Regions from separate parts of the Zea mays genome. Here region 1 is linked to region 2. The links are chromatin contacts, called in public Hi-C maps. All regions are on one chromosome and are shown on one strand. Each heading gives the region's core, a stretch centred on a gene start, on an enhancer-like site or on the middle of the called end of the contact. The rest is flanking DNA. Distances are from core to core; before and after follow the strand shown. Region 1 holds the start of LOC100285306 (chaperone protein dnaJ 20). Region 2 holds the start of LOC100193556 (40S ribosomal protein S5-like).

Evidence for each region. A called contact is a pair of places that touch in the nucleus more often than the background predicts.
Region 1: a contact with region 2 is called in a Hi-C map of tassel, with 2.4 times the contacts expected there. The contact joins the promoter of LOC100285306 here to the promoter of LOC100193556 in region 2. A contact is called at or near these places in 3 of 25 Hi-C or Micro-C datasets (ear, leaf and tassel).

The regions. Positions count from the first base shown.
Region 1 is chr8:7,249,777-7,252,955 of Zm-B73-REFERENCE-NAM-5.0, reverse strand. LOC100285306 (chaperone protein dnaJ 20) reads right to left here and starts at 1,835. Exons shown (of 2, transcript NM_001158199.2): 1 at 1,287-1,835; 2 at 584-961. The coding sequence starts at 1,775. The coding sequence ends at 809.
Region 2 is chr8:7,003,825-7,007,144 of Zm-B73-REFERENCE-NAM-5.0, reverse strand. LOC100193556 (40S ribosomal protein S5-like) reads right to left here and starts at 1,696. Exons shown (of 4, transcript NM_001367033.1): 1 at 1,555-1,696; 2 at 1,192-1,463; 3 at 321-524; 4 at 1-234. The coding sequence starts at 1,623. The coding sequence ends at 180.

The DNA of each region.
Region 1 (3,179 bases), core at 586-3,085, 250 kb before region 2:
CCACCCCCGCCTCCCTCAGCCAGAGTCTTCCGCACCACCATAGAAGGCGGTCTTGTCTGAAAAACCCTAAGGAGGAGGAGGAGGCGCTTGACAAATAATTTGTAAGATATTAAGGTCGTTGATAATATATGTATTGCTCGTTTTTATGTAATCGTTGTGTGCTAATATTTTATCCAATATTTATGTGTTGTCACAATGCGGCGAGGAGTGTACTAGCTTCTTATATAAACGATAGCCCACTAGCAAGACTAGCAAGAACTCGTGTAGAAAATTCACTTGCTTCCGAGTTCGGGAGAAGGAACCTGTCATAAAGAAAGCTAAGCTAAAAGGAACTAGGAAGATGTCAAATAGATTGTTAACTTTTAATCTCAATTCTCAACCCCAAGAGTTAGAAAACAAAAAAAAGGAAGGGGTCTACTTGTGTACAGGTCATTTGTAGTCTTGTAGATAGATGCTTCCTAGTGAGGTGCTTCGGTTACGGTGGGCTTAAAATCGTAGCGGGCCGGGAGCCCGGTGGGCTTAACACGTCTGAAATCGCCGCTTCTGAAAGGAAAACAACTGAACAAATACAGGAAACATTCTGAATACTGGAAGAACAGCTTAGCTTGCTTCTTCGTTATTGATGTTTCTACTATTTACATTGGAGGACTTCCCATCACCGACATGTGGGGTCCAAATTTAGATCGGCCCCACATGTCAGTGACTCATACGTGGTTACTGCAGAGGATCTCATTGCGTTTCGGTTCAGATGTTACGTACGGTACGAGTATAAAATAACTGCATTGGAACGGTTACTGTCACGGAATAGCTACTCTGCTGCTGATGATGCCTCCGCCCTTCTTCTCCGCATACGAGCGCCCCACGACAGGTTCTCTTCCGAATCCTCTGCCATGCTCCTCCTCTGCAGCTCTGCGACCTGGTCTTCCCAAGACCTTCTCCAGCAAGATTTGTCTTCCTGCTCCTGTGGGTCCACATGGATATGCAGATTTGTGAGGTAATGAATGTTTGTAAAGGCTGCCGTTCACTCATGATGCATATGTTTGAACGAACCTATCAAGGACTATAGCTGAAACAACTAGATTTCTTTCCAAATGAAGGATTAAGCACTAAAAGGAGCTAGATGGTACAGCTCTGAAGAAGTGCTGAGTCCTCTCAGTCTCAGGTAAGGTACATCTCTACCAATCGGATTAGCACGCAATGCAACCAACTAAGTGCCAACGCCATGAAAAAAACACCAAGTACCTACTACCTACTAAGCAACAGGTGAGGAGATCAGTGATCCACACCTGGTGGTGGCAGTAGGCGCGGTGGGACTGGGAACGGCGCCCGGAGAAGCCGATGCGGCAGACGCCGCGGGCGAGCGCACGGTCGTAGCTGGCGCGGCGGCTTGGGTCGGAGAGCGTCTCGTAGGCCTCCTGCACCTCGATGAAGCGGCGGGTGTTCTCGGCCGCGGCGCCCGGCGGGGACACGTCCGGGTGGTACATCAGAGCCATCCTCCTGTAGGCCGCCCGGACATCATCGGGGCTCCCCCGCGACGAGATCCCGAGCAGTTCGTAGAACGTCCGCGGTGCCGTCTGAGTCTGACTCTGCTCCTGCTCCTCCGTGCGCACGCCGCCACCGTCCTCACGCCGGACGCCCCGCGCGCGCGTGCGCAGGCGCAGGCGCAGGCGCGGAGGCTCCGGCAGTGGCGTGCTCCAATGGCGCCGGAACGCGACGCGGCCCGCTTCCGTGGGACGCGCCGCGGGGACTGCCGCGGCGGCGGCGAGGTGGGGCATGTGTTGTTTATTGCTTGCGCTCGCTGGCTTGGTTTCTCGGTTGGGTGTGCAATTAGCTTTCCGAGCGCTTAAGCGCCAACCGCCAACAAATTTATATATCAAAAATATCTAAGTGTGTAATAGGGCCCACTTTCAGTACGAAACAGACGTCGTAATGTACCACCACATCAGCGGTGACAGTGTAAAAAGATATGATATTTAGCGGCGACCGTGTAAAAGATATGATATTTTGTGATCCTAGCGTGTGCAATTTGCGCTCAACATCGTACTTAGACCGGGTGAAAGATAGGATATTGTCCACTCAAACCTTGTCGCGTGAAAATTGTGCTTTTCCGTATGATACACGTTGGGTTGTTTGATTTATAGTGACTAATTTTTAATTCCTCTATTTTAGTCTCAAGATTATAAATACATAAACTAAAATAGAGTTTAGTTTTCGCAGCAATTTAAAACTAAAATATAATAAAATAGAGAGACTAAAAATTAGTCTATATAAACTAAACACACACGCTAGGATTTCTCTTCATGTGCACCAATATGTGTGCCAACAAGAGTGTGGCAACATTAGGAGTAGAGGTGGCAAAATACTCGATACCTAAAGCTTGAACCCGAATTATCTGAATCCGGATCTGAAATACTCGAACCTGAAATATCCAATCACAATTTTAGATAGCAATTGTAAAAACCTGAATTTAGTTTATATAGTTTTGGTAATGTTACCCGGTACCCGAACTACCTGAATTACCTAAAATACAAAGTCATGAAGTGGTTCCATGCAATATAAATCTATTATTTCAAATAAATCAATAAAGATTTATGCTAACTTAATAATTGGTTTGTTGTTAATTAATATAAAGACATGATGCAATTTGAATAACATTTGTTTATTGCTTTAAATGCTATTAGAATTCTTTTTAAAATGGTTGGTTTTGTCAATTTTAGATATATCGAATAAAATGTGAACACAAATTATCAGGTAATATTTTTCGGACACAAATCGGGTAGCGGTTTTTAATGCCTGAAATTTTATTTATCTGAATTACCCGACCCGAATATTTCGAGTAACCCAAATGTCCAGCTCTAGTTGGGAGGAGTGTGGAGACATTAGTTCTAACACCCCGTCCAATTCCTGGACCGACGATACTTACTCCTAGCAGCTCTTTAGGATCATATATTGTCCCCCACAGACCAACACGGGTCTTTTGTGCACACTTTGTCCTCACTCATACGCACTCGAGAAAAACTTCTCGGTCGGTCACCCATCCAAAATTGCTCCAAGCCAAGCACGCTTAACTTGGAGGTTCTTTCGAGATAGGCTTCCGAAAAAGAAGATTCGCCTTGTTGGTATGGATACTCTATTAATTCTATTAAGCCTTAGGCTAGGATATCACCATCCCACGGGGC
Region 2 (3,320 bases), core at 447-2,946:
AGGCACCAAACATTTCTGTTCCCAATCAACTACATTACTCAGTAATTTTAATTGTGCACTGAAAACCAAAACCGCATATAGGTCTCAAAAAACTCTAAACATTGGTAAAACAAGAACCGATACGACTGCCAGCGACATAAAAGTTTCCAGCGCAGAGTGCACCAGGATACAAGCTCAGTTCAACGGTTGGCCTTGGCAACACGCTCAATCTCGTCCTTCTTCTTGATGGCGTAACTGTAACAAGAATTGGCACGAATGAGAACAATTTCACATCGTGCGGAATCACAGATAGACAAGAAGCAAACAGGCAACATATGTACCTGTTGGATGAGCCCTTGGCAGCGTTGATCAGCTCATCTGCAAGGCACTCGGCAATGGTTTTGATGTTCCGGAAAGCACTCTCCCTGGCACCAGTGGTGAGGAGGTAGATGGCCTGGTTCACCCTCCTCAGGGGTGAGATATCCACGGCCTGCCTCCTCACAACACCAGCGGAACCAATACGGGTGGCATCCTCACGGGGTCCACTGCAAGACAATAGCAGCACATCACAACAGTTTCACATCTCACGACCCAACATGTAAGCTATATATTGAGCTATAGTTTCCCATATCAAAAGCACATGACTTTTGTGGTGCATGGTGCATGATAATTTGGCAGCTCAAATATGTAAATGGCTACAAAGAGCATTCTTGGCATAAAGAATGACAATTGAAGGGAACTAACATGAGCCATGAAAACAGATGGGCACAAAAGCACTCTGAGATAATACACCAGACTACATATCCACATTTTATATGGAACTTGAAACAGTGCAGTGCATCGCCATATGGTTAAACTAGTGGTTAAACTAGCATGTCACAGCTTAAAGACATACCAGGATGCACAACAGCACACTCTGATATGATGGGAAACTTTGTCATAGCATTCAATTTGAATTTCAGCAACTAGGCATTTATACAGGACCATGCTATCAGATATAAAAGAGTAGCAGCAACCGGAATGGAACTAATATATAAGGCTATCAAAGAAAAATACCCTTTGGAACACAGAAATTATAGATGAATTTCATAGGAATAAGTTCAATTACACAGAAATACACACACGGTTCAGGGGGGGATCCAGCATACTGAATGGAATCAACATATAGTAACGAGTAGGTTTAACGGTTATTAGCCGAGATTAAGACTGTACCTGTTGATGATCGCGTCGACGACGACCTGGATGGGGTTGGCATCGGTGAGCAGGTGGATGATCTCCAGGGTATGCTTGATGATGCGGACAGCCATGACCTTCTTGCCGTTGTTGCGCCCGTGCATCATGAGCGAGTTTGTGAGGCGCTCGACGATCGGGCACTGCGCCTTGCGGAACCGCTTCTTGGAGTAACGTCCCGCGGTGTGCGGCAGGTACATCGCGTGCTTCGTCGCGTTCACAGCGAGGTAGTCGTTCAGCGAGATGTCGTTCACCTGCAGATTTCATCGTCGGTTCCATCCACTGCTAGTAGCGGCAAGGCTAAAGAATCGAAGCATGCAGAGATGCGAAGACTCGTTCGCGTACCTGGACATCATCGAAGGTCCAGCGGTTGAAGAGCTTCGGCGTGTCCTGTTGCTGCTCCACCTCCGCCATGGCTGAGATCGAGAGAGCGATGTGCTGCGGCGGCTGCTGCGCTTGGCGAGGCGGACGCGGCGGCGGCTGGAAGCGACGAAACCCTAGGAAAGACTCCTCCCGCGGGGTGCAGGGTGGGTATTAATAGGGAGAGCCTCCCGGGCTAGGGTTTCTGATCCGACGGCTGTCGTCTCATCTGCCGGACGGTCCCAGACTCCATGTCCATGACATCCCATAAGCGGATCGGGTTTTGGTGTTTAGGCCTTTGGGCCCATTCTCTCTTTTCTTGAGAAAATAGACAATCCTAAGTGAGCTGGGCTTTCTAAACTCCATTCGGTCATATTCGTCTCCGCAAATTCGCAATACAAATGGGCCGGCCCAAAAACAACGCGCGGTGCATGTGAAAATAATAACCGAGCAGTACCTCGTCGATTTTTTTAAAAAACAAAATACATCGTCGCTTAGTGGAACAAATAGCATTTCCTCAACTTGTATAATTATTTTAGAAAAAATAATAGATTTCATTGCAGTCTCTGCACGAGTTGTTTACTCAAACAGAGTTAAAAGTTCATTTATACTTTACGTTATCAATTTATTGAATGACGCTATTATTATATGTTTGTGACTTTTTTACCGTGGATCGTAGTACAGACGCATATGCTTACATACATACACACAATCAGATCTACGAACTAAGAGCATCTCCAAGAGCTCTCCATAAAACGACTTCTCAAAATTAGTTTTAAGGAATATCTAAATAATAAGTGAGGGTAAATTTTAATCATTTCTCCAACAGGTCCCTTAGTTAGTGTTTGGTTGAAGAGCCAAGTAGAACGGAACCATTCTATCCCAGTTTTGTTGCTGTTTGGTTATAAAGGAACTAGAACGGAATGACTCCAATTATGGAATATTCTCCTCAAATCCGGAACCATTCCGCTCCAAAAAATCAACCGAACGGAGCCGCTCCGTTCTCATCCCGCTCTCACAGTCACGCTCCGTTCCGTTCACTCTGCAACCAAACAAAAAACAGAGCCGCTCCGTTCCAGATTACCAAACACAGAACAGAACGGCTCCGTTCCTAGAATCAGGGATGAAACGACTCCATTCTACTTGGCTCCTCAACCAAACATCTTAAAGCAGCAGTTTGTTTCTGGGGAGCCCAAAAAACCCCTCATTTGTAGCTACAAATGAGGGAGTTTTAAGGGCTATGAAAAAGTTGGGGGCGCTTTAGAGGAACTGTTGGAGACATGTTTTTGTGTTTTTCCAAAAAAATAGATTTAGGGGAGACTTCTGGGGAGCTTTTGGAGATGCTATAAGGGGGAAACGAGAGAGAAATATTGTTTCGTCCGGTACTGTATTCCGTTTTAACTATGATCTGATCGTTTTCATATTTACAGAGAAAAACAGAAACGAGATGATATATTTTAGAAACAGGAATAAAAATGGTTTAGTGTTTTCCGTTCGTATTTCTAGATTCCTATTTTTTATCGGAATTTTCTCATGTTTTAGTTTTACTCGTGCAAACGAGATCGATGTCACAGAAAACAATAGACAAAAATACATCCTTAGCCTTATCCTATGTGGTCTGTTTGCTTAATATATGTTCTCTATTCTTGTTTACTAGAAACTATAATGGTATGAACTAGCTTTGTTGGATAATACTATTGTGGTTTAAATTTTATTGAACTATCTTGTGCAACTTGTATTGAATAATTCTA